Linked DNA regions of Mus musculus: all the other regions are linked to region 5. Evidence: chromatin contacts called from public Hi-C and HiChIP or PLAC-seq data. All regions are on one chromosome and are shown on one strand. The core of a region is the stretch at or near the end of the contact, and the rest is flanking DNA. Distances in the headings are between cores, read along the strand shown. Region 1 overlaps Ldlrad3 (low density lipoprotein receptor class A domain containing 3). Region 2 overlaps Ldlrad3 (low density lipoprotein receptor class A domain containing 3). Region 3 overlaps Ldlrad3 (low density lipoprotein receptor class A domain containing 3). Region 4 overlaps Ldlrad3 (low density lipoprotein receptor class A domain containing 3). Region 5 holds the start of Fjx1 (four jointed box 1). Region 6 overlaps Ldlrad3 (low density lipoprotein receptor class A domain containing 3).

What was found. Hi-C and Micro-C count contacts between places; a contact is called where the count stands out from the background. HiChIP or PLAC-seq counts read pairs in DNA pulled down with a chosen protein or histone mark.
Region 1: a contact with region 5 is called in an H3K4me3 HiChIP or PLAC-seq map of craniofacial prominence, with 5 times the contacts expected there. The contact joins the enhancer-like site here to the promoter of Fjx1 in region 5. A contact is called at or near these places in 4 of 39 promoter capture datasets (HPC-7-derived erythroid cells, Sertoli cells, frontonasal cranial neural crest and 1 more), 4 of 15 datasets of contacts at CTCF or cohesin (the NIH/3T3 cell line, large pre-B cells and pro-B cells), 10 of 484 Hi-C or Micro-C datasets (CD8 T cells, the G1E-ER4 cell line, LSK cells and 7 more), 30 of 115 datasets of contacts at active chromatin or transcription factors (SST interneurons, T-cell acute lymphoblastic leukemia, bone marrow-derived macrophages and 20 more) and 4 of 9 other capture datasets (adipose tissue, embryonic stem cells, liver and 1 more).
Region 2: a contact with region 5 is called in a Hi-C map of the N1E-115 cell line, with 9 times the contacts expected there. The contact joins the enhancer-like site here to the promoter of Fjx1 in region 5. A contact is called at or near these places in 8 of 39 promoter capture datasets (the 3T3-L1 cell line, 3T3-L1-derived adipocytes, the C10 cell line and 4 more), 2 of 15 datasets of contacts at CTCF or cohesin (large pre-B cells and pro-B cells), 5 of 484 Hi-C or Micro-C datasets (the HPC-7 cell line, the N1E-115 cell line, Sertoli cells and 2 more), 19 of 115 datasets of contacts at active chromatin or transcription factors (SST interneurons, T-cell acute lymphoblastic leukemia, craniofacial prominence and 14 more) and 1 of 9 other capture datasets (adipose tissue).
Region 3: a contact with region 5 is called in an H3K4me3 HiChIP or PLAC-seq map of forebrain, with 5 times the contacts expected there. The contact joins the enhancer-like site here to the promoter of Fjx1 in region 5. A contact is called at or near these places in 11 of 39 promoter capture datasets (3T3-L1-derived adipocytes, the C10 cell line, the HPC-7 cell line and 8 more), 1 of 15 datasets of contacts at CTCF or cohesin (pro-B cells), 27 of 115 datasets of contacts at active chromatin or transcription factors (SST interneurons, T-cell acute lymphoblastic leukemia, bone marrow-derived macrophages and 18 more) and 2 of 9 other capture datasets (embryonic stem cells and liver).
Region 4: an H3K4me3 HiChIP or PLAC-seq map of embryonic forebrain shows a contact between it and region 5, with 10 times the contacts expected there. The contact joins the enhancer-like site here to the promoter of Fjx1 in region 5. A contact is called at or near these places in 3 of 39 promoter capture datasets (hippocampal neurons, liver and neural stem cells), 2 of 15 datasets of contacts at CTCF or cohesin (the NIH/3T3 cell line and large pre-B cells), 4 of 484 Hi-C or Micro-C datasets (the N1E-115 cell line, bone marrow-derived macrophages, cerebral cortex and 1 more), 24 of 115 datasets of contacts at active chromatin or transcription factors (T-cell acute lymphoblastic leukemia, bone marrow-derived macrophages, cardiomyocytes and 19 more) and 2 of 9 other capture datasets (adipose tissue and liver).
Region 6: a contact with region 5 is called in an H3K4me3 HiChIP or PLAC-seq map of embryonic limb bud, with 4 times the contacts expected there. The contact joins the enhancer-like site here to the promoter of Fjx1 in region 5. A contact is called at or near these places in 7 of 39 promoter capture datasets (the 3T3-L1 cell line, hippocampal neurons, liver and 3 more), 1 of 15 datasets of contacts at CTCF or cohesin (large pre-B cells), 7 of 484 Hi-C or Micro-C datasets (the N1E-115 cell line, Th1 cells, bone marrow-derived macrophages and 3 more), 21 of 115 datasets of contacts at active chromatin or transcription factors (SST interneurons, T-cell acute lymphoblastic leukemia, astrocytes and 16 more) and 3 of 9 other capture datasets (adipose tissue, embryonic stem cells and liver).

Annotation. Positions count from the first base shown.
Region 1 is chr2:102,117,855-102,121,709 of GRCm38.p6, forward strand. All of the region lies in intron 1 of Ldlrad3 (low density lipoprotein receptor class A domain containing 3), which reads right to left. Among named protein-coding and RNA genes, the nearest start is that of Ldlrad3, 67 kb to the right of the region's middle. Within about 2 kb of position 2,072, at least 40 of the 459 cell types and tissues checked have an H3K27ac peak or open chromatin away from gene starts, as enhancers often do. A contact at or near this core is called in T-cell acute lymphoblastic leukemia, craniofacial prominence, double positive thymocytes and 6 more, where this site is marked.
Region 2 is chr2:102,136,611-102,140,961 of GRCm38.p6, forward strand. All of the region lies in intron 1 of Ldlrad3 (low density lipoprotein receptor class A domain containing 3), which reads right to left. Among named protein-coding and RNA genes, the nearest start is that of Ldlrad3, 48 kb to the right of the region's middle. Within about 2 kb of position 1,376, at least 28 of the 459 cell types and tissues checked have an H3K27ac peak or open chromatin away from gene starts, as enhancers often do. A contact at or near this core is called in the N1E-115 cell line and uterus, where this site is marked.
Region 3 is chr2:102,050,398-102,054,697 of GRCm38.p6, forward strand. All of the region lies in intron 4 of Ldlrad3 (low density lipoprotein receptor class A domain containing 3), which reads right to left. Among named protein-coding and RNA genes, the nearest start is that of Gm39888, 61 kb to the left of the region's middle. Within about 2 kb of position 2,739, at least 94 of the 459 cell types and tissues checked have an H3K27ac peak or open chromatin away from gene starts, as enhancers often do. A contact at or near this core is called in SST interneurons, bone marrow-derived macrophages, double positive thymocytes and 5 more, where this site is marked.
Region 4 is chr2:102,001,463-102,005,310 of GRCm38.p6, forward strand. All of the region lies in intron 4 of Ldlrad3 (low density lipoprotein receptor class A domain containing 3), which reads right to left. The region is part of intron 1 of Gm39888 (a long non-coding RNA gene); the gene reads left to right. Among named protein-coding and RNA genes, the nearest start is that of Gm39888, 11 kb to the left of the region's middle. Within about 2 kb of position 1,994, at least 77 of the 459 cell types and tissues checked have an H3K27ac peak or open chromatin away from gene starts, as enhancers often do. A contact at or near this core is called in the N1E-115 cell line, cerebral cortex, cortical neurons and 9 more, where this site is marked.
Region 5 is chr2:102,449,861-102,453,792 of GRCm38.p6, forward strand. It overlaps Fjx1 (four jointed box 1), which reads right to left and starts at 1,932. Exons shown (of 1, transcript NM_010218.2): 1 at 1-1,932. The coding sequence starts at 1,728. The coding sequence ends at 376.
Region 6 is chr2:101,963,711-101,968,099 of GRCm38.p6, forward strand. All of the region lies in intron 4 of Ldlrad3 (low density lipoprotein receptor class A domain containing 3), which reads right to left. Among named protein-coding and RNA genes, the nearest start is that of Gm39888, 26 kb to the right of the region's middle. Within about 2 kb of position 2,136, at least 15 of the 459 cell types and tissues checked have an H3K27ac peak or open chromatin away from gene starts, as enhancers often do. A contact at or near this core is called in embryonic limb bud and liver, where this site is marked.

The DNA of each region.
Region 1 (3,855 bases), core at 822-3,321, 330 kb before region 5:
TCTCCCTGGTGTTTGGGGCTGCATTGGATCCCTCCAAAGCTTTAAGCTGTAGGCCTGTTAGTAATCTCGTAATGGGAGCACATTTGTCTTTAGAGAGGTAATACATTAAAATGAGGCATTAGAGTAGACCCTAATTCAACATGACTGGTATCCTCACTGGAAAAGAAAATTAGGGCAGACACACACACACACACACACACACACACACACACACACACACACAGGAGAAACAACATGAAGACACAGGGAACCATTAGTAAATCAGGGGATGGGGCTGAAAGGAACCAACCCAGCTGACAGCTTGATCTCAGATCTCTCTGATGAGACAAACAATCTGACGTTCAAGCCACACTATTGTACTGGAAATCTAATCCAATATGCTCTCCTCCTTCTGCTTATTCTTTTGACCCCCAGCATAAGTCATCAAATCTGAGAACCTGTCCCAGGCACCCAGCCTGAGGCTGGTTCTTCTATTAATCCCTCTGATCCCATCCTGTGTTTCCCTTAATCCCAGCCCATGTTAGTGATTGCCTCTTAAGGAATATTCCTGCTAGGCACACACACACACATACACACACCATACACACATACACACCACACACAAACACATACACACACCACACACATACACACCACATGCATACATACCACACATACACACACACACCCCACATACATCACACACATACACACACACACCATACACACCACACACACAAACACACCACACACACACATACACACACACCACACCCAGAGGCACAGGCTCTGTCTGTCCTCAGCTCTGCACCCCAGGATTCTACAATTCCCAGCTCTCCCATAAGTATCACTGACAACTCTAAGAAGTAAACCAGGCATGGCATTAGTACCTTAACCTCCATCCCTGAACCACCCCATCACCCTTACCCCATTTCTCTAGCACTTGTGTGGGACTGTGCATACATAGTTAAACTAAGGAATACAGAGAACCTAAACCTGAACAGGTAGATCGCTATCCTGTCTGCTTGAAAGGTTAGAAATCTTTCAACCCAACAGCTGGGCATTCTAATGGCAGCAATATTTCTCCCAGTTCGGTGTCTCGGAATATACTTAAATAAAAACATGACCAGCCTTAGCACAAAGTTGGCTTCCTCCTCCTCTCCTCTCTCTTTTTCACTAAGTCAAAGAATCCAAAGGAGTTGCATGTTTCCCTGCAGAACATCACTTAACTGAAAATAACTGCACCATCTGTGCAGGAATGGAAAAGTAAAAGCCACGCCCTTCCTTGTCGGGCAGAAGACAGCAGCCTGTTGCTAAAGCGTCTTCCAGGGCCCCTGGCCCGCAACTCTTATTTGATGTGGGGAACAGAACCGGAACAACTAGAAACTCCAGCGGGGCTATGCTCACTGCAGTCGCCCAGGACATTCAGCCAGTGACACAAACGTTTCCAGCTGTGAAATGGGAATTTCATCCTGACAGCTGCTGTCCTTTGGCACTTCTCCTTGCTCTCCGCTGCGGCTCCCTCCCTAGCAGCAGCCGTCATGGTCGTCATGGTCGGGTCTGAATGGACATCTGCAAACTATCAGTAGACTCTGCTTTCCGATTGCTCCCTTCGATTCTCCTCCTTCTCTTCCTGACAGCCTAGATCTGTGGGCACCGCTGAACGGAACAAGAGGCACAACTCGTCTGCGCAGCACACACACAGCTTAGCATTCATGCTTGCAGATCTCAGAGAGACCTTCCTTCCCTACTACCTTTTCGTGCTTTTCTCCAGGACTCATTTCTTGAGACATGCAGACACACCTGCATGGACATATACTTTCACTCACCGACAGGTTAACACCACCTAGTGAGCTCTTCTTCAGTGATTTGTTTATAAGCATACCTAGAACATGTGTGAAGAGCCTTTGTGCTCTGGACTGTTCCCGTGTGATGTGAGCGCTACACAGAACCTCGGACATCTGTCCTGTGTATTTTTCCAAAAGCCATTTGGTCCTCATCATGCAAATATCTTCCTGTTCAAGCTTGGATAGGGGAGCATCTGGCTGTCACCGAGAAGGCAGCAGTCACACAAGGATGTCTGGTCTGGCCTAGCTCCAAGCACCTGTGCTTAGCCAGCCCCCCTCCCCGCCCACGGCCTTGTTAATCTATACTCCCTCTGCCCCAGGAGCTCATTCCACTAGTGCTACCTCCGTTTACCCATCTGATGGAGGAGGATCACCCTGATATATTGCTGAGAAAGTGTAACATAACCCCACACTTCAGCTGACTTTTATAGCCACAGATATAACAAAAACATGATCCCTGATCCTGAAAGAAAATCCTATGTTAGTCACATGGTGTTTCCCTGAGCGAGAGTTAAGGATGGAGAAGGACGCTAGGCTAGTGATGGAGCTCAGCTAGCGTCTGCCTAGCATCTGCCCATCACACGGCTCATGGCTTGTTTCTCCCAGGAAGTGCTCCAAGATGGCAGATGTTTTGTTTCCTTCTTATAAAACAAGTGAGGGAAGAAGGCCAGTGGCCAGCATTCAGGAAGCAAGGGAAGGTCACAGGAGGAGGTGCAGGAACTCACAGTTTCCCTAAGGAGTCAGCTCTCTAAGTTATTCTCCTTTGGACCTCTGTCCTCTTGGGCTGAAGCTTCTGCTTACAATCTTACATATGCTTTCACGTCCTTGCATCACTTCATGAGGAAAATTATGTGGGAATGGTGTTCCTGTTTCGGGGAGCTACTGAGCCACTGGGATAAGGTCTCATGTCCACCCTCCAGAGGCCCTGCAGCTCCTCTTGATACAATCCACAAGTTGAACCCTGTGCCACACCAGAGCCTTGCTTTGTCCTTCCTCTGGCTCTGTGAACAGCCCCTGAGACGCCAAGTACTACAGGCCTTCCTCTGCGGAAGATCTACTGTCTACCAAAGCACTTGGATGTGGCAGGACTTTAATAGCCCCCTCCCTTTTTTCTTTTAAGTTCTTAGAAGAATCCCCTGCCCATTTTATAGATGAAGGAGCAGACTGAAGACAAGACTCACCCAAGGTCACACAGCTAGAAAGAGTCAGATAGTTAATACTTCAGTCTTGCTGGCCAGGAATCTAGGCTAAGTTATTGGATAGGTACCTATCTAAGAAAGAGAATAGTATCTCATACATCTTTCACTGATACATTTTTTAAATCTTCAAAATCATTAAGAGTAACTTTCTATATTCCAGGTCTACCACAGAGAGGAGTGGGGTAGGGGGTAATGAACTTCTTGTGTAAGCAAAAGTCAACGCTTATAATTGTCTGCCCTTTGCATCTTTCTAAGGATTGAAGCCTGTAGATCAGGAAGCATCAGACGACAGGTAATGGGCACGTACAACCACTTATCAACCTACAACTGTGCCATCTGTCCACCCCACCACACTCACCTCACGAGAAAGAGACTGCTATTTACCTAACGGTTCCCTGGCCCCAGAGAATCTCGTCTCTTCTGCTGCCCTGTGTCTGTAGCAACAATCAAGTACCAGGCATCCATAGACACCCACAAACGGCTGCTGACCGCAGTATGGGGACAGAAGAACCTGCTGACTCCTACAGACATTTATTTCCAGTTCTGACATAAATTCATCTGACCTGCCTTGAACTTCAATTTTGCTTTGCCATATGTCATACAGTGGATCAATGACTGGCGGGACCTGCAGAAGGAAGCTTTTCTAAATTCCCAGGGAGAGAGGCACAGAGTGAATAGCTTGAACCCATTTCCTATTGTTCTCTTTCTCTGGCTTACCCAAGTCCTCACCAGGTGGGCTGCACAGAGGGTGCTGCAAGAGCCCAGTGCAATGAGCCCCACCCCAAAGTACAATGTGCCCCACCCCAAACCTTTTCCTTAGGCAGCTTGCA
Region 2 (4,351 bases), core at 126-2,625, 310 kb before region 5:
CAAGCTGGAAAAGCCATAAGGAAACAGAGCTGCCCCGCTCCCTCAGACCGCACAGCTTCCTGCAGAAGAGCAGCAAACAGGAATGAATTCATTGCTGTAAAAAAGCCAAAGACCGCTTCTCTTAAACATGCTTCTTAATATTCAGTCAGTTAAACACAGGTCTTCCCCAGGTGCCATCATCAGCCCATAAGTATTTAGTAGTGGGAGATGCAGCCACACAGAGATGCACAGAGAAAAGAACCTTCTTCCCCAAGCTCAGCTGTCCATGGACTCGGACACAAAGGTGAAAAGCCACATTCGTAACAGGATCATTTACGGATCATCTCCTGGGAGAAAGGCTCTCCTGACCCAGATTCCATAGCCTTCCCTATATTTTCCAACCCTAGAGAAGGCCCCCAGCATCTTAGAAAAGTCCTGAGGTAAAGATGGTGGAGACTTTTACAGGCCCCTCTCATTCACAGCCTGGTGTGAATCAAATCCACATTTTCCAGCCTCAAATGGATTTTCAAAGAGTACAGGATTCCTGGCTTGTTTACCCATTCCACTTCTGGTTTGGGTAGCCGAGGGATGTTTGTAATTAATGAGTATGGTGCCTTCTCCAAATGTAAATGGCATTCCTGAAAACGGACCGTTTACTGTGTGTCCTCTGGGTGCCAGGCACCGTTACGAACACCTCATTTTCATAACCAGGCCAATCAGAGCTACTATTACTTCCATTCCACACATGAGGGAAAGACACAAGGTTCAGTAAGTACCTAATGTCATTCAGAAGAAACAGAATCTTCAGCGCTGGGGCTAACTAAACCTCAAATCGTCTTCCGCTGGATTCCTGTGTTGGGGAACCCCAGCCAGCCCACCCCTGCATATGTTTTGTTTTATTTTGTTTCAGTTTTTGTTTTGAAACAAGGTCTTGCTATGTAGCCCTGTGTAGCCTGGAACTTGAGACCCTCTTGCCTCAGTCTCCAGAACACCGGGCGTTCAGGTAGGAACTGCCATGCCTTGGCTCCCATCTCCCTCCCAGCACTGGGCAGAACCAGAAGGCTGAACTTCAGCCGGCAATGATTCTCCCACAGGATTCTCCAACCAAGAAAGTTTACGAGGACATCACAGAACTCACTGGTCTACAGATGTGACTTCCAGTCTTAAAAACTAACAGGACTCTCCCCAAAGCCAGCGATGAGGGCAGATGCAGCTCATAAAATATTCCATTAAACCACTTCTGTTCGATTAGCCCCATGTGTTTCTTTCCTGGAGGCTCTCTGAGGGGGAGACGATGTACAAACCTCTCTCAAGCCGAAGGTCCCTTTACACTCAGGACCCGTGCCTTCTAGTCTTCCCTTCCTCCGTCCTCAGCAGCTCTCAACTCTGCACAGAGGAAACATGATTAACCAGCCTTCAGACCAGAGGGCCATCTCAGATGGGCCCCAGGGAGCCACTTCTCATTTACTTAAGTGATTGAAATCTCCTCTCTCCCAGTTACCCAACCCTGCAACACCAGCCAGCAGATATAATTGCGAAGCAGGTAAGCTCCTCTCACTGCTCACTGCTCTACAGATTCGGTGCCAGCGAACGTTGCAAATTACAGGGTATAAATTTAGCAGGGTGGGTCTTGACACACATTCCTGCAAATTACATGTTCCTGCACTAGTAGAAAGTGCATTAATTACTTTGGGTGTATGCACAACTTCCATTTACTCAGGGGCTTTCTGGAGAGCATCAAGCAACTTGGAGTAATCTACAAAGATTAAAGCATAAATAAATAATGCCTGCTGAGTGGGTGGGTCTTCCCAGAGCTCTTGGAATTAGAATTGTTAACTTTCTCCCCGAGGATTGGAAGAGTCAGAGGAGCCCATTGTGTGTGGTTGAAGATAGAATGACCCAAATCAAGCCCTATTGTGAGATGGGCACAGCATTCAACTAGGGGTGGCAGAAACATCACATGTTTCTTTCCTGCTAAGCTGAAAGATTTGCTTCCTACACAAGAATGGGGTGTTCCCATCTGTGGCAAAGCAGATACAGCCAGAAGTAAGGACAAGATGGGTGGGATCAGGGGAGATTTAACCCAACAACCTAGCACTGTCCATATGCTGGGTGCTAGGCTAAGTACACAGGAGTCTTCACCAATATCATCACATGATTCCACCCTATGAGTGAGGAAGGAAACAGTGCCGAGGTCACCCAGGAGGAAATAAAAGCTAAATACCTCACCTAAGATCACATAACCAGAGAACCGTTTAAGCCAGGTTCGGTGTAGCAAGCAGCTTCAGTGCCCAGAGGGGCAGCTGGCTCCAGAGGGCCCCAAAGGTAGGAGGGGCAGGAACACCAGGTCAAGTGCATTCAGCAGGTCACCATGTCTGTTCTGGGCACACAGCTGAGGACTGTCCCGGAGGATGCCCACCTAACATGCAGAACAACTCTGAAGGCATCTTACACCTCTGGTGGTATCCATGGGAAAACCATAGTGAGAAAAGTCAGGTTCCTCCACCCAGATCCCAGTTACACACGCCTCCAAAACTCTCGGCTCTTCTCCCCTAATCTGTGAGTTCCCGTTATATGATTTAGGGGAAAATAAAAGGATTAAACAAAACCATCTGCTGGGGTTAGATGCGAATTACCAAGGGGGTGAATTATCAGGTCCCTGCCTCCTATTTGTAGCAGGATGGGGAGAGAGAGGCCATTGCTGGGTCAAGACTAGAGTGTTTAAACTGCGTTTCCATTTCACTTTCGACTTTGTTAGAATTATCTCTATCAATAGCTGTAAAGTAATGGGACCACAGCCAGGGGTCGTCCTCTCTATAGCCAAAGGGAAGCTATAGGATGATCCATCTCAGGAGCATGGCCCCATAAAATAGGGACAATGACACTGAAGATAAGCCATTTTCTCCAAGAAGCAGAATGTGGCAAGATTCTATAAAATATGACCAACGCATTCGAATGTTCATGCTCTCTGTCTCCTCCTCCTTCCTCATCCCTCTCCTTTTTTCCTCTCTTTTCCACCCCTCCCATCTCTCCCTTTCTTACTCTCTCCTTTCCCTCCCTCTCTTCCTTCCCCTCTTTTCTCTCCCCCTGCCCCTTCACTTTCCCCTCTTCTGTTCTCTCTCTCTCTCCATCCTACCCCCCTTTTGGAAGATACACACACACACACACACACACACACACACCATGGATGAAGGAGTTTGGACTTCAGGAGGAAGCACAGGTGACATGGAAGGAGCAAAAGCCAACCCCTTTTGCCACAGCAGCCTGCAAGTGCTTCACATTTCAACAGAAACAGGATATCAGAAAGGAAGCTGACCAGTTCCAGAATGGGACTCACACCTAGGAGACACCACACACACACCAGCCCAGTCCACTCAGACGGGGCATGGCTATTCAGAATGATTGGTCACCAGCAGGTGACCCTCTCAGCACATCGGATATTGATAGGGTATTTCCTCTCTGTAATCATAATTTGATGGATTAGTTACACTTGGAATTCCTGAGCCCTCTAGGCTATGACCTCAATCCTGACTTCAGGAAATTAGACATTCTTTGACTTAATTGGAATTGGGTATGGCTTTACCTAACAGAAAGTGGTGGTAACCCAACAGGGTTGCTCTGCGGCAGAAAGCTAATAAATGAAGTTGGCACTGTTGTAAGACAAGTCATCTTAATAAATTTGTGGCGTGCCTATAAACCGTGACACAAGTGCCACCTTACAATTTAGGTGGTCCCTAGTTCTTATCTACTAGAAAGTTGGGGACAGTGGGTTAAGTGAGCTCTCGGGGGCCCTGGCCAGGCCTGTGCGAGCCAGGATGAAAATATCTGTCATTCTTCTTTCTTTTTTATTTGTGTGTGTGTGTGTGTGTGTGTGTGTGTGTGTGTGTGCATGTGTGTGTGCATGTGTGTGTGTATGGTACAGTTGCTTGTGCATGTGGAAGTTAAAGGACAATCTCTAGGTTTGTGCCTTGAAAAAAGTGTCACCTGCCTTGTTGGTCTGTGGCTCACTCACTAAGCTAGGCACCTGGCCAGTGAGTCCTAGGGATCTGTCTGTCTGTCTGTATATCCCAGCACTAGGAGTCGCCATGCCTGGCTTTAAAAAAAAATGGATTCTTGAAATCAAACTCTAGTTCGTATGCTTACAGGGCAAGCATTTTAACAATGGAGCTATCTCTCTGGGGCCTATTCATCTGAATTTCTGACCTTTTAATACATTGTGCTGTCCTAAAGCAGGAAAGACACCAATGGGCTCCTCTCCAGTGTGAGCCACAAGAGAGGCTGGTAAAGATCCAATGAGACCCTAGAGTGACAGAAAAAAAACACCCAGTGGAGATCATGTGGACCACAGGGACTTGTAAAAGATGTCCTATGC
Region 3 (4,300 bases), core at 1,489-3,988, 400 kb before region 5:
CGCTCCAGCCTCCTTCTGTTTCTTCCAATGAAGTCAGCATTTTCTGTCTTTCCCAGCCCAGCTGGGATTTCAAATTCTTAAATTAAAAGCACCAAAGATTTAAAAAAAAAAAAAAAAAAAAAAGAGCTTCCTTATTCCTCCTGCTAAATGGACCTCTGGCAGTTTTATTCTAACTAAAGCTAAATGAATTCTTTAAGAGGATGACTTTTTCCTTAGGAGCCCTCAAAGGAAGTTCTTGACATCACAGGACAGCAACAAGTCTTAGGATAAATAATATCCACCCATCAAACGCCAGCTGCGGTGACAGTCTGGGTTATTTCTAGCAAACCTTTCCTTCATAGAAAGCTCTTTGTCATCCCTGCTTGCAAGCACTAGGCTAGCATGAGCACCTCTCCCACCCCAAGCCCCTCACAGCATCCGTAGGAATTATCCTTAGTGCCTTGGTAGCTTGGATCTGTTTGGTGACAAGCAGCAAAGGTCTTCCCCCAAAGTGTGTCTTTTGTTCTCAATGATGCAGGCTGGTGAGAGGCTTGAGGTCATACAGAGACCAAGCACACCTGGCCAGTTACTCACAGAGCCTCCACCCCCACCCCGCCCCACCCCGCCCGACTGATAGCCCTTCGTGGCCCGCACAGCCTACTCGCCGCCTTTGATGCTCTCGTCCAGCTTTTCGCTGTCTCAGTGATTATGGCTTGACTTCCTCCCTGAAAACACTGGCCCAACTCTTCTCACCGTTAGCCCCTTCATGTGATGGTGAAGCTGACTGGATAAGGGACAGTGAGAGAGTTCCCACAGCACACACCCGAGCATGTTTGTGAGGGCATTTTTAGAGATGGTTAGATCATAGGAACTCTGACCTATCCAGATTGAACAAAGAAACTGGGGGGAGGGTGCAGGGGAAGATGGGGGTGCAGGTGAGGATCGGGGTGCAGTACGGGGTTAACTGGAGAAAGTGTGCCAACAGAAGCAAGCTTAGCTTGTGAAAGATATACCTAAACTCTTCCCTTCTGTCATCCTTCTCTTTCCTGTCGCCATGCAGTGAGCAGCCTTTGCCAGGCTTCCACTACTGTGAGTCTCTGCCTGGCCTCAGGCCCGAAAAACCACTTGCTCTGTGTTCTCCCTTTGGGGGTTTTAATAATCTGGGCAACATTCCAATGCAAGGGACCCCACACCTTAGCAAGCACGCCAACTGCCTTGGGTCTCTCTATGTCACCCAATGTTCCACTGGCCAAAGTAAGCAGAGGACATTAACAGAGGCATTTTCTTTGGCCATTCTGCTAACAGTAAAAAGGCTCTTAAAGAGCAAAGAACTGAGAATGATAATTCAGTCTACCACATGGTGGACAGTGGAGGTGGCCCATGGGACAAATACCAAGCTCTAAATTTCACCATTAGCCAAATGACAGCTCTTAGGGTGAACCATGAGAACAAGCCAATGGTTTCTACTTCAGGATCCTGCCCTGACTTCCCTCAAAGATGGACCTGCAGATGTAAGATGAAATAAACCCTTTCTTCCTTTGCGTTGTGCTTATCACAGGAGCAGAAGAGAACTAGAGGAGGCCTAGAGAGGGCTAAGAAACAAGTGCAAGGTCCCAGGGGTCTGAAAGGGGGTGGGTGACTTTATACAGAGCCACTTGGGACTGAGCTAAGAAGCCTGGAGCTAAGGGGAGCACGGATATAGAAAACGAGACCCTTGAAATACAAGATGAGAGGCGTCCCTCAAGCTCAGCATAGTCTACCACCCCCACACAGAGGCAAGACCAGTGCTCTCCCCAGAGAGCTTTTCTCAGCAGCCCCAGGACCTCCCGTCTCCTCAGGGTCATGTCACTTGGCCTGTCTGATGACTCTCCAGACCTTCACATTTCTGTCACCACATCTGGTGTCCCACAGAAGGTGTGGCTATGCTTTAATTAGGGGTCATTTCTTGGGGGCTGAAGAAGTTGGTTGGGTAGGACTTATGGTAATGGTATATCAGTTTGTTATGGTAAGGCCGACTTGTGGGGTGGGGTGTTCATCAGTAAAAATCTATTGTCTCACAATGTGGGAGACCATAAGTCCAAGATTAAGGTGCTGGCCGAGGGCTTTCCTCTGAGGGCTGTGAGGACAGTCGGTTCCACATCCCTCCCTGGCCATCTGTGGTTTCTTGGCCATCTGTGCTGCAGGCATCCTCCTCTTCTGTTTTTATGTCATACAATGTTCTCCCTGAGTGTGTGTTTCTGAGACCCCAAATCCCACTACAATAAAGACACGGTCACATCAGCGGCCCACCCTATCCTAATGGGACCTCTTCCTACTAATTATATCGTCAAGGACCCTGCTCTTAAATATGGACATGTTCTGTGGACCTGGAGGCAGGGTCCAGATTGTGAGAAATGAATTTTGAGGAGAAAAAAATGTAACTCAAAAAGAGAGCAAGATCCTAGTATGTAATTTCTAAGTTCCAACTCTCTCTGTCCCTCCCTGACACGCACACAGGCTCGTGCGCGCGCGCGCGCGCGCACACACACACACACACACACACACACACACACACACACACACACACACACAGACCTGCAAAAGAAACAGCACAAAGCATCATTTCTGGCTCTGGTAAGGTGCCAAAGCTCTCACAGCCTGCCATTCTCCTGAAGTCTTATCGCCAGAGCACAGCAAGGAAAGGAAGCTGCTCTGGCAGGCGCAACACTGCCAACCAACTCCCTGCTAGGGTGACTCACTGGCAGAACACACTTCGAAAATGCTCGAGGGGTGGAGAGCCAGCTCATCAGTGTGGTACTATCCTTGAGGAAGCATACATGTGAGAGCCAAGAGGAGGACCGTGCCCTTCCCCTGGATCACAGTTCCCCCTTCCATTTAGCTCTCTGCAGCTCGGGCTAGACTGCTTCCTGGAGTTCCAGAGTACCAGAGGGCAGAGGCGGACAGGGTGGTGTGGGCAGGGTCAGGAGAAGGAGCACTGCCTCAACTCAAGTTCACACCTTAGCTCCCTACTCACTTGCAGTATGCACTTGGTCTAAGTAGTCTTTAGTTCTTCATCGAGAAAGTGGGCCAGAAGAGCACAAGGTCCTGGGGTGAAGGGGGAGGGGTTAGAACAGAGCAGAACCACGTGAATGGGACAAAGGTCCCTGACACCAAGCTTGAACCCCAGAATGTTCTCTCCCTATAAAGTCCTTATGGTCCCTCCCAAAGCCCTGACTGGTCACCATGACCTGGGACTAGAATACGAAACCACTGGAGCCTCCTTGAGAGGAGGCTCTCCCTCCAGCCTCACCTGAGGCCGCTGGTGGGCCTCAATTCCTTCCTGGCTTTACGTCAGAGTCCTTCCTCGGCTCCCTGTCCCAGCAGTCTCTGCAACACTGCAACTCACAACATGGAAAGTGGCTTTTGTCAGAGCAAGCAACACAGAGTGAGAGGGAAGGGCTATCTATTCATGGCCTGTTCCTAGAAATGACACCCAACCTGTTTGCTGAATTTCTTTTGCTTAAAACCAGGTCATAATTTGTACATATGTTCTCACACAGCAGTATTCACAATAGTCAAAGGGGGGAGGGGCCAAACGTGTTTGCTGACAGAGAAATCAAACGTGATATATCAACAATAAAATGGAATATTATTCAGTCTTTCACAGGAAGGAAATTGCCTACATGTTATAAAATAGATGAACTTGATGACATGCTAAGTTGAACTAAGCATCTTACAATAAAGTCACGATATTTGATTCTCCTCTACAAGTCCCCAAAACCTCCAAAGCAACCAAGATAGAAAGTGGAAAAGCAGTTACCAGGGTTATGGGGTGGAGCAGAGAGGGAACACTTTTTTTCTTTGTTTCTTAAGTGCATTCAGAATTTCAAGATGTGAAAGTTCTAGCAATTGGCTGCATAATGGAAAGAGTAATTTCTGCCACTGAACTTTAAAAAGTACTTTCAAAAGTTAAGATAGTCAATTTTATGCATTTTTCTAGACAGGAGGGAGGGAGGGACTAGTCAAACCATCCAGATCACAGACAAAGAGGTGGGATTACACACAGGCACAAGTGTCAGAAGGTGTCATCACTAGACACCAAAGCCACATTCAGGTAGAATTTTCAAGGTCACCTGAATGATGTTCACGCCCATCATCTGCATAGCAGCTGCTGCTGTATCTAAGATACACAGTATCCTAGATCCCAAGCATAGGACAGTCACAGTGATGCTGCCCAAAGGTACCCTCTGAAAGGACCTACAGCAGACTATGCTGTCAATCAATGAAGCCCTGACAAAACCTGACCCCACCACAAAGTCACTGCAATGCACTCTGATGGCCA
Region 4 (3,848 bases), core at 744-3,243, 450 kb before region 5:
GAGTCAGCCCGTCAGCTTTTAACCACTCGATTCTAGGAAGAGTCTCACACAGTCACTTCTCCTGCAGAACTCCATTACTTGGAAGGAAACTGCTGTACAGTGCAGAGAACAGTGGATGAATAGTTAGGGACCAGACTGGATGCTACTCCTTGCCAGTGGTCAGCCTCAACATCAGCATCTTGTTTCCCCCGCAAGTCAGTGCACTTGAAATCTATCATCTCTAGATTGTTTTTTCCATTCAAGCAAAAATTTTTTGAAGCAGGCCATCTGTTTCTGGAAATGAGGAGCAATTTAAGGACAGATGTAAGGTGCAGGGACAGGGGAACAATTTCATCTGAGTAATGAGTTTATTGATGTGCTTGCTTTCCAAGTGGCTGACTCATTCAAGTTTAAATAAAGTGACTCTTGAGTGGGTCTAACCACGTTGCAACAGCAGGAAGAAGGGGAGGGGGAGAAGAGGAGGAGCAAGAGGAGGAGGTCACTCTTGATGGACAGTTGCCCTAAGGCCTATGTGTTCATGTAAGGCATCTCCACAATTTTAATCTTTTCTGAAAGCTGAGCTGAGAAGCTCCAAGATGGATAGTTGCTGATATTCATAGACTCAGTCACACTGTCAGTTCTTAAGTAACCCAAAGTCTCACTAGGGGAAGTGGCAGAAGCAATGTCTTTACCCAGTCCTATCACTGATGTCTCTCTTCTCCCAGAAGCTCTTGGTGTCTATTTCTGTAAGCCAGTGAAGCAAGACCAGGGCAAGGGCACGGAGGTGAGCAGCCACTGCTGACCCAACAAACAGAAATTTCTGTGGTGTGGAGTCCACATGTCTTGTCCAGTACTCCAAGCCTTCCCCTCTTAGCTGTCGGTCATCTTAATATACTGCACTTATACTGCAAACACCATCCCTTGCCAACCCAGCCACCAAGTATCAAGCATTTCTGAACAAATGCTGTGGATTCAGTTCTCTCCTTCTCCCTTATTCGGATCCTGGGGATTGAGCTGAAGTTGGCAGGCTGCAGAGCAAGCGCTTTTGCTTGCTGAACTAGCTCCTCTTATCTATCTTTCATTTTCTTTTCTAAAGGAAAAAAAAAACCCTACTTGAAGCCCAATCCCCATCGCTGTACACACACCACTCTTTAGGAAGCCACCATCAGTGCATGAGGAAGTGGTCAAGTGGGCACGTCAGTACATGGATAGGAAAGGAAGAAACTGGACGGAAATGAGACTTAAAAGGTGCCCACCTACAACTTGGTATCTCGGATCCGCATCTCCCCAAACCCACTTATCCACACTGTGTATGTTACTTACCCTGCCACACATCATAGGTAGGGAAGTCAGGGCAAGCACTTTGATATGGATCCCAGAAACGAATCCCCACCCCGCAGGGATATGAGCTGCTCTTGTGCTGGCGATCAGGAGGCTGGGTCAGCTGAGCAGTCGGAATGACAAAGAAGGGGGGGATGTTTAATTGAGGGAAGGGAATAGATTATTTTCATGCTCCATCTCCATCCACGCAATCCATCTACCAATTACAAGCAAGTTCTTATCCAGACATTAAAGCAGGCAACTGCCCGTGCTGGCATCCAACCAAAACTGCTTATCTTGAGGCTTCCATCATCCCAGACCCCTTTCCTGATCCCAGATCACTGGCTTCCTGCCTAATGCAGCTGCACTGCTTTTTCTGCCCCTGGATTTAGCTCCTGGAATTTTCCCCTGATACCAAACACCCTTGCAGACAGACACACAAAGCCAGGCAGTGAGCTGGTCTTTGTTTCATCTGTCTGAGGAGGAAGAAGCTGTTTGGCCTCTCAAGTCTGTCTATATCTGTCCTGCTAAATATCACAACCGCTGAGGCTGGTGGATAGGATCCAGTTCTAAGGACAAGGCTGTCTCAGAATTTGAAATATTCCAGGAAGGAAGACTTGTGAGAAGGGGCTGGGGAACTGCTGCAAAACTCACCAATGCATTCTTAACACCGAGACTCCATGCCAACCTGAATTTCCATTGCAAATCAAGCATTCACCGGGCCCCACCATTAGTTAAGCTCAGCGCCCTGGCTAATTAAGTCAGTCTCCGGTGGGGAAGGATAGATTTAAGGGCCATCATCAGCTCCTGTCTGAGATGCTCACAGCTGAGACTTCATTCTTCATGCAATGCGGAGCAAATCAAAGCTAATGCCAGAGCATGGCCACAGCTGACTGGGCCTCTCTCAGTGATGTGCACCCAAGCCCCAAGATGTCACCGGCTCACATGTCATTTGTCTGCATTAACATTCTGTCTGGGTTCTTGCTTCACACTCAACAAGTCTACTGCAAGCTGTAAATAAGGAGACGAAGGACAGGGACATATGCCAAGAAAGCTCACACATGGCTCACAGGGCGACAAAACCCATATTAATAATGTGATCTGAAGAGACTCGAGGAACGCTGGGGCTGCTGTCACTTCTCCTTAGATGAAGAATCCCACCAGTGGGGGTGATTGATATTCTAATTCTTCAAACTGCATCTTTCTAAAAATGTAGATTAAACTTTCCCAAATAGCTTGGATGCTCTCTCAACTCTCCTCCAGCGTCCTGTCCCTCCCCATGGGGATTAAAAATATCATGCCAGGATTTATATTTGGTTCAAATTTGCTTAGCACACCAAGGCTAAATACAGCTTATGCACCACTCATGCTTCCAAAATCACTTACTTGGAAACGTATGAAACAGTAATGGAATGATTTATAGTTTTCTCTTAGCTCTTTCATTGCTGATTTACGGAGATCTCTCCAGGGGTGATTATTTTTGGATATTTCAAAATCTGTAGACTGCCGAACTCTTGATAGATGTTAATGTATTTCCAGAGAGCCTATGTTAACTGACACGTTTCATTCATTTAAACATTTAATGAGCACCTATGATGCATTACATATAGTGGGTTATACAAAGCTGGTTGGAGTATAGGCTTGTGTCCTCGGATAACCTACACTTGCCCCTGTTACTCTACTTAGGGGCTGCATTGCCACAGTGACTATACTTACTGGCAAAACAAAATTTCCCCGGTGTGAAGCCCTGGATGGACACATCTTCTATGGTATCCACCTTACCTCTTCAACTAGAGGAGCTGGTTAAGTCCTGGCATGAAAATGGAGTTGTTCCTTGGAACTGTCAAACTGCATCCATCCGTCCATCCATCCATCCATCCATCCATCTATCCACCCACTAATATATTTATGTATCATCATTTGTCATCCATCTATTCATCCATCCATCATCTGTCATCTATCCATCCATAAATCCATCATCTGCCATCCATCAATCCGTCCATTCAACTAGCCTTTGCTTCACAGGAATCTTGGGAGAGCACACCCAGTATATCATACTCCAACAGCTCTTGGAAAATGCCAAATAGTTTCCTTCTCTCTCCTAGTAGAGGAAGAAATCAGAGATGGATGGGCATTCTAGAGATCCAGGATCTGGCTTCCAGCTTAGGTTCCCAGTACATAATTGCATGGCATTCAAAGGTCACTAATGCACTTTCAACTCTAATCCTCCCAACCAACACAGGAAGTAAGCTATGGCTACAAAGGCAATCACTGTTACTGTATTCAGAGTCCCTGTCCCCACTCTCTGTAGATGTGTTCACCTTTGTGAGGGTGCGTCAGGTGTCTTTCTCTATTGCTGCCCACCTTATTAATTTCCGAGGCATGGTCTCACTATTTTGGCAAGGCTGGCTAGTACCAGGTTCAGGGGATGCCCCTATCTCCGCTCCCCCTGCGCTGGAGTGCAGAAGCCATGCCTGGTGTCTTTCCCATGGTGGCTGGGGGTCCAAAATCAGGTCCTCGTGCTTGCACAACAAGCGCTTTGCCTTCTG
Region 5 (3,932 bases), core at 682-3,181:
TTAGTAGGAAATAGAGGAATTAGCTCAAACGGAAGTTTTCCTTTTTGGGAAGGGGTGGAGGGGGCGACAAAAATGGACTGCATCTCCCAAAGAGACTGCCATTCCCGGGCCAAACCCCAGCAGCCAGTTTCTTCGGATCCAATCTCCACACAAGCACAGAACTCTTTTTATAAGCTAGGTGGAGGGAATGTTACACTTCTCGCCTCGGTGAGTTTGCCCTTCCAGAACTTGGAAAGGAAACAGCCTGGCATGAAAAGAAAGGGGCAAGTGGGTAACACACAATTTTTTTTTTTAGACAGCTTGGCGATCAGACCATTGGGTGGGCGTTGGCTGGTTGGTCGTTGCCCGTGGCAGAGAAGACAGCCCTAACCCCCATCATTCATACCCCAGTCCCTCTCTTCCTCGGAGTGTTATTAAGTCCCCGGGCCGGCGGCCGTACTTGGCCTTGCAGTGCAAAATGTGTTTGGCGAGGAAGTCAAGGCGGCGCTGTAGCAGCTGAGCGTGGGGTTCTGAGAGCTCCGCCAGCTCTGGGAAACGCGGTTCGTGGCGACTGTAGAGGCGCAGCAACCGGGCCGCCGCGTCCTGACCCCGGTGCAGCTCCAAGACGCGCCTAGCAGTCCGCTCTCGGAATACACACACCGACTGTAGCAGCGGTTCGTTATACTTGTCCCACATGCCGGCTACCCGGTAGCCGTGCACCAAGCCCGCCTCATTGTCCAGAAAGACCAACGCCCCTCCTGGTCCTCGGTGCAGGTTGCTCGTAGCGCGGTGCATAACGCGTGGGTCCCACTGTAAGCTGAAGAGGTTGCTCACAAGCCGGTCAAAGTTGGCCGTCAGGTAATCGAAGAGGATCAGATCGGTCCATTGTACCAAGTCCACCAGCTCCGCCTGGCTGAGGTTGGTCAGCTCGCCCCCGGCGTCGCGCAGGGGCCGCAGACGGCCGTCCTCTGATCGCCAGGGCTCGGGCACCACCACGTCGGTGAGGTTAGGCAGCCAGCGCGTCAGGCTCACCACGCTGCCCTCGGTCCAGTGCGCGGTGCGCAGCTCCTCCTGCACCTGCACCCACTGCGCGCCCCGAGCCTCCACCCGAGCCAGTGCCAGCGGCGGCACGTGGCGCTGGAGGCCCAGCAGGCGCGCAAGGTAGTAGGACAGGGCCTCGCCCTGTATCTGCTCTGGGTTGATGCCGTAGCGTACACAGGCACGGGTGCCGTCGGCAAAGCGGGCTAGGCGGTTGGAACTGCGTCCGCAGCCCCCGCGATCCAGAGCCACCACCCGAGCACCCCGTGCCACCTCCAGCCACGCTGCTGCTTGGGCTTCGGAAAAGCCCCGGGGAACCTGCTCCTCCAGGCCGCGGCTCCAGAAGACGCCCCCGTGCACCGCCCTGCGCTCCTCTGGCCAGGACAGCCCGGAGGGCTCGTGCCGCCCGCGGTCGTCCTGGTGCCTCCTAGGCGGGTTATCCGCGCCGGCCGCCAGGGTGAGCAGCGCCCGGAAAGTTTTCAGGGAGCCGCCGCGGGCGTCCCATACTAGGGGCGGGGGCAGAGGGAATCGCGGCTCGGGCGCGGGGCCGCCACTCTGGATCGGATGCGGAGGGAGTCGATCTTCGGGCGGCCGGGAGGCTGGCAGCTCGGTCCGCGGTGGCAGGAGTCCTCCCCACAGCGTCAGCAGCGAGCTCAAAGCCAGCAGCCAGAGCCCCGCGGCGGCGGCGGCGCCCCGCATCTTCCTCCCCATGCTCCTGCCGGCGCGCCGGTGCCACCGCCGCCGCTTCAAGCCAAGCCCGGGCGCCCGGGTGCGGGCGGCGAGGCGGGCCCGGCTGCTAGCTGGCTCCGGGGCTTCGGGTGCCGGAGCCCCATCGCGGCCGCGGAGCGCTGCGGGGCTCTGGCCAGCGCTCTGCCCCGGCGCTGGGAACTCGCCTCCCCGTGGCTTCCCAGCAGCTTTTGTATTTCGCTGTGAGACCCTCCGGCGGGCGCGATTCACAGGCGCCCGGACCACGTGGGAGCGAGGGGGATCCCCCTCCCCCTCCTCTGCCGCCTCTCCCCGCCCCCCACTCCCCCGCCCCTTCCCTTCCTCTTCCCCTTAAAGCGGCAACCGATCCTTCCAGGAGCGAGAGGTGGCCCCACGTTCTGTCCCGGACTTCGGGGCGGGGAGGAGGCTGAACTGAGGGCGTCCGTGCGGGGGCGTCGGAGCGGGGGCGGGGGCAGAGACCAATTGTAGGGCTTGGGAGTAGCGGCGTGTCCGGTGCTCTTGTTGGGAGTGGGATGATCCCCTTGTACCCTCCTTTGGACTGTGTCTGATCTGAAAACTTCAGACAGCCCCCCACCGCAGTACAGGCAGGGGTCAGGGTGAGTCCTTTTGCTACCTCACTTGGTGTGATTCACGCTGGCTTATGTAAATTCCCCGGAAAGTCTCGAGCCCTAGAGGATGTGACTCCAGCTGGGAGAGGAACCATCTGTAGCCAATGACTTTGAACCCATAACCTCTCTCCAGATGCAAGCTCCCCGGTATGGATCATTGCAGGCTTGAGAGCAATGAGGTTAACTTCTGTGACTTTTCTCAGGGATGCTTGGAATTAAACCTTGCTGTGCAAGTTGGACAGCCAAGTCAGGTCCCCTGGTCGCATGCCACTTGGCTTTCCCATTTTAAAGAAAGTTCAATATGTAGAGATAGGGATATCTAGATAGATATAAACACTTATTGTCAACATTCTCACCTTGTTTTTAAGTTGTCATTTAGTCAGTCACTTTATTCCCAATTATAAATTTCTCCCAAACAAAGGAAAATAAACAATTGTTTTACTAGTTTAGTGTAAAGGAAAAAGGACTAGTGGGAAGTGGGGCAGTGAAGAAAAAAACAAACCAACACATTATAAAAACTGATGCATCTTCCTCCAGACTTTCTTGGATTTAATTTACCAGCAAATCTCTTGGAAACAAACTGAATCTTTCCTTTCCCTTCTTGTATCCCATATTTCAAACTGGAGATTCTTAGTCATAAGATCAGAGCCGTGAGGGGTCCTGAGAGCCAGAGCTGGCACTGCCAGGGAACTGTCCCAGGACAGTACGTATGCTAAGCAGGTTCTCTTCTGACTCCTCCCCGAGTCCTACAGCCAGAGTTTAAAATCGGTTTCTTTCACATTGTGTGTGTGTATGTGTGTGTGTGTGTGTGTGTGTTTCCTTTCCCTATATTCCTCTCCTGGGAACACATGCGAGGTTTCAGCTGGGCTACATCTGCCTGTGCTGTGTATATTTATTCTGGAGTTATAGGGTAGACAATGTAAAATGTTTGTGACAGAGTAGATACATTAACCTTCCAAAACATGGCTGACCCAAGGCATACACCTTCCTGGGTTTCTTTCCCACTGGTACCTTGTGTGCCACCTGAAAGTGTGGGGTCTTTCTTAAATGTGTTCCCAACCACGGGGCTTCTTGTAGTGCTTATCTGATAAAAGGATTACAGTGCCTTCCATATGGATCCAGTACAATATATTAATTCATTAAAAAGTTTTTTTTTCTTGCCTCATGCAAGCTTCCCCCTGTCTTTCCCTAGAGAGCAGGGACTGTCTCTTATCAAATTTTTATTTCATATACCAGCTAATATAGTATATTACATGAAATAAGAACTGGATTCATTGAATTTAATTTTTGTCTTTTGATGTAACTTTTAGGTGTTTTTTTCCCCCTGCATTGAGTTTAGTGTGGGCAAACTGTAAGCAAGATCTCCACCTTGTGGGCATAATCAGAATATCCTCTAATTAGAGAACTACATTTTATAGTGGTGATTAAGTTAAACTCAGAACACTAAATGCCACCGTGGGCCAAGTTATGTCCCGAGGGCAGCGGGGCAATTCACAGTGCTTGGTGACTCTGTGGTTTTGGCTCTTGGCAGAATCTGTGACTGTGTAGTGCCTAGTGACCCACTATGGTACCCTGCATGGG
Region 6 (4,389 bases), core at 886-3,385, 490 kb before region 5:
TGGATTTTTAGTCATTCTCATAGTAAAAGAGTTTCCAGTGCTACCTGGCCCCACCCCATAACCTGTGCCTACCACTGGGAAAATGGGAGCAGGTTTCCCTCAACCCAGGAACTTCAGAGAAATTGGCAGTGGGTATCCTTCCCCAACTTCTTTTTTATGGTGTGTGTGTATATATGTGTAAGTGTATGTGTGTGTATATATGGATAAGTGTATGTGTGTATATATATAAGTGTATGTGTATATGTGTGTGTATATATATGTATAAGTATGTGTGTGTCTGCACGCATGTACGTGAAGAGCCCAGAGGACAGCCTTGGCTGTTCCTCACCTTACATTTGTGACCACCTTACATTTTTGAGTCAGGGTTTTCCGCTGGCTGGCCTGGGCCTTGGTAGGCCTGGTGAGCAAGCCCCAGGGACCCTCCTTTGTCTCTGCCTCGTCAGCTCAGGATTACAAGCATGCACTACTAACTCTAGCTTCAAACCAAACCAAACCAAACCCCCTTTTATTGATCCTTTGTGAATTTCACATCATGCACCCAGTCCCACTCATCTCCCCTTCCCCCTGTAGCTGACGGCCACCCTTGCAAACTGTCCCTCGACAGAAAAGACTAAATCTCACAGAAGCTGTAGCATGTCACTGTGTCCCACAGTAAACCCCCTTCTCCACACGTCTTTGCTTGCAGATGCTCACTGCAATGAGTCGTTGTTTCTGCTACTCTATGATACTGGAACCTCACTGGGACCCCTCTTGGATATCCTGTTGTTGCCCTGTGTCATGGAGATCCTGTAGTTTTGGATCTGTAGGACCAGCCCCTTCATGCACTCCAGCAGTTCATCAATGGGGAAGATATTGGGGTGGATATCAAAGTCCCACCCTAATATCTGGCCTCAGAGGCATTTGAGCTGGTCACCTTGTCTGCTCTCCTGCTCCCATGCCGCTGTGGCCAGATCACCAGCAAACCCTGTTACAAGGACCAGCTCTAGCCTGCTGCCCAGGTGATGTGCAGGGCCCACTATTCTGAGTATTGCAGATGGTGAGAGGTGTGGCCAGTGACATGGGCGAGGGAGAAAGGTTTCTCTCCTCTTGCCCCTTGCCAATGGCAGCCAGGAGAGCTGGCCCTGCCCCTCACCTGCTGCAGCACTTGGGAGAGCAGTTCCTGCGCCTCACCTGGGCAGCAGGGTAGAGCTGGCCTGGGGCTGAGAGTGTGCCAGAGCTGGCCCTGGGTCACGAGAGCTGGCTGTAGGAAGCCAACTCTAAGATGGCGCCGGGCACCAGGTGTGCCGTTGTCATAAACAACATCAGCGCAGGTCTAAGGGGAGTCTGGCGCCAACCCCTCCCGAGCCGGTACATGCTAATTAGGTGACAGCAGTTCAACCTATCCCAGGAGGACACAAAGCCTTTCCCTGTGCTGGGGTGCATATAAGCAGACCTCCCTGGGTGCCTGGAGTTCCCGTAGCAGCATCGAGGTGTTCCTGCAATAAAGGCTGTTGAGAAGAATCCGACCGTGTTGTGTCTTCCTTGCCGGCCGAGGTGGGAGCGACAGCTGGCCCTGGAGTCATGAGATTGGTAGAACTGGCTGCCTCTAGCTTCTTTTAGTTATGGGTTCTGGAGGCCAGATTCACTTTACCAACTAAGCCATCACCTCAGACAAAGCTCTTTTTCCCATCAGTTTCTAACCTGTTCACCCCAAGGTCAGCTCCTGAGCATAGTGAAAGTTTGAGGTATCCTGCTAAGACTCTGAGACCTTGGATCTAGTCATCTGTGAGGAGGAATAACCTAGAGACAACCTAGGGAAGTAGCTGGCTAATGGCCTCTCAGTCAAGAAGCGGGGCCCAGGGCAGTTTCAGAACTGGCTGGAGGGGAAAGCGTTTAATTGGCTATTTAAGGTGGAAGCGGACTTTTCTTTTTTTTAATGGGAATTCAGATTGCTTCCAAGACTTCATGATGAGGGTAATTGGGAGCTAGGGCCTGGGTGGCCTTTTCAGAACTCTGCTCAATTATGTTATCACTTAAAAAAACATCAAGGGACGAGTGCTATGGGCATGGAGAGCCAGAGTCCCTTCCCACCACTCCCACTGCAGAGCACAGAATGGTGTTAAGCAAACAAAGCAAGAACAAACACCAGGGAAGACAGCACAGGCGTGTAGACTTGAAATGAACTGACCCACTAGAGTCAAAGCTTGCAGGGGGTGGAGTCCCCTCTTCTGCGAAAGGAAGAGCTTTAGCAATCCTGGGATTCCTCTCAGGACAATCTCAGCTGCTCCTGCAAGGAACTTAAATGAATATCGGTGCCTCCCAGAATTCGCTGAGTAAGGGCTGTGCAGAATTACTATTTCTATTGCTTACTGTATCTATTTACCTGGAGTGTTTGGTGGAGGCTGTAAAATTAAATGCTTAGCAGACATTCTTTAAACTCAATGGTCAGTTGGTTTCTGGTCCAGTAATAAGGCTTGCTGAGTTACAATGCAATGGTTTATTGAGCCTTCTGTGACAGCGGCCAGGGCAGAATATGCTAACTCCAGCAGGATTTGAGAGCAGGGTACTTTGATCAGCTGGGAGTATGGCATAATCACCCACAGATAATACTGCAGGGAAAAGGTTCACCCAATAAACTGGGGAGAGAAAAATCTGTCTAGTTAAGTCAATGCAAATAAAATCTCATTAGTAGGTGACGAGAGAACAAATCCCCTCCGGTCCCAACACGGCTCCTCAAAGGGCGCCTCCAGCCAGTTCCTGGAGACAGAGGCTCTGGTGTTAGACTGGCACCATATAAACCCCTTAGCCATTCCCTCAACTTCCTGTCTTGTCCTTCTCTATTGTTCCACATTTTTCTCTCCTTATCTATAAAGTTCTTTTCCAGAAGCAATTAAGCTCCCAGCTCACTCCTTGTTCTATGGCCTAGGAGAAGCAACCCATGTTCCAAACACCGATCAGGAGTGGGGTCTCTAAAATCTTACCCTCTAGTCTTCTACAACCCGAATCTCTTCCAGCATCTGTGCTCTAGCCAGGGATGGCCAAAGGCTGACCTCATGCTTGTTTTTGTTATTTTGTTTTTATAAATAAAGCTTTATTGATACACCATCATACCCATTCACTTGAGAGTTGCCTCTGGTTGCTTTTTCTGCTCCACTGTCCAAGTAGGATAGTCATGATGATGACTTTTTAGACTCACAAAACTCAGAATATGGTTGTCCCACATATGAACTAATTCTGAAAAATTAGTCTAGCCATGCAGAATATTAACAATTATGGCCAGAAGATATAACTACTAGTGTAAAAGAGAGAGAGAGAGAGAGAGAGAGAGAGAGAGAGAGAGAGAGACATCAAGAAATCAAGGAGAATTCAAATGCAACTCATTTCCACTGGCTTTTGCTCCCTTACCCTGTTTGAGACAGAGTGCATCTATGTAGCCCAGGCTGGCTTTACACTCCTAATCCCCTTGTCTTTGCCTCCTGCGCACCGGGATTATAGATATGCACCACAATGTCTGGCTGGCTTGTTTCTTTTGTTGTCTTAGAAGCAAGCTACTAAAATGTTCCTACAGGAAATAGCAAACTTGGTCTCAATATCAGCTCTGAGGCCCTTGAATGATTAATACATCCGTCTGCTCTCTGCCTCCATGATCTCCCTGGGAGGCCGTGCAGTATTGCCTGCCTGAGCAACCCTGTCTTCTCCTTGGATGTCTCATGTTTGTGCCTCTTGACAAAAAGGCTTGGCGGAGCGGTGGGGCATTTTAATGACAGGGCTCTTCAGGATTCATTTCAACACCAGGGGCCTCCTGGGCAGCGGGTCACAGGAGCTGACTCTTTCATAATAGATGAATAACTACAGGGTCTGGGGCTATGAGGGATTCCGTATTACCTGCTTGATTCTTAGAGGGGGAAATAAGAATGGAGTTTCCCTGGGGCCACGTTAGAGCCCATGTATCCCTGCTGAAAGCCCTCCAGCTGACCAAGACAGGCTGGAGTTCGGGCACACATTTTAAACATTAACAGGCTGCATAAAACAAGCAAGTGAGAAATCAAAGCCTTTTTGTTGCTGAGTGAGGGCCCAAGCTGGCCTTTGCAGGAAGAGGGACCCACAAGGATCAAGGTGATAGGAAAATGAACTGTGTGGCACGCCAGCCAGCACAGAGCCCACTTCTTTACTTATTAACCATTTACTAAGCACAGTCAGGGAGTCAAAAGATGCCCAGTCACTGGTACGGGGAGAAGTCAATACAGGACAGACAAGGGACACTGGGAATCTCAGAACTACCCTGGCTAGTTATATTATTTAAGATTTTTTTCTGTATAGGCTATACATGCACTTTTCAAAGCTGAAAAGTAAACTGTTTCTCTGATCTGCCTTCCAGCCCCACCTCCCCCATAGATAACCATTAGCTCC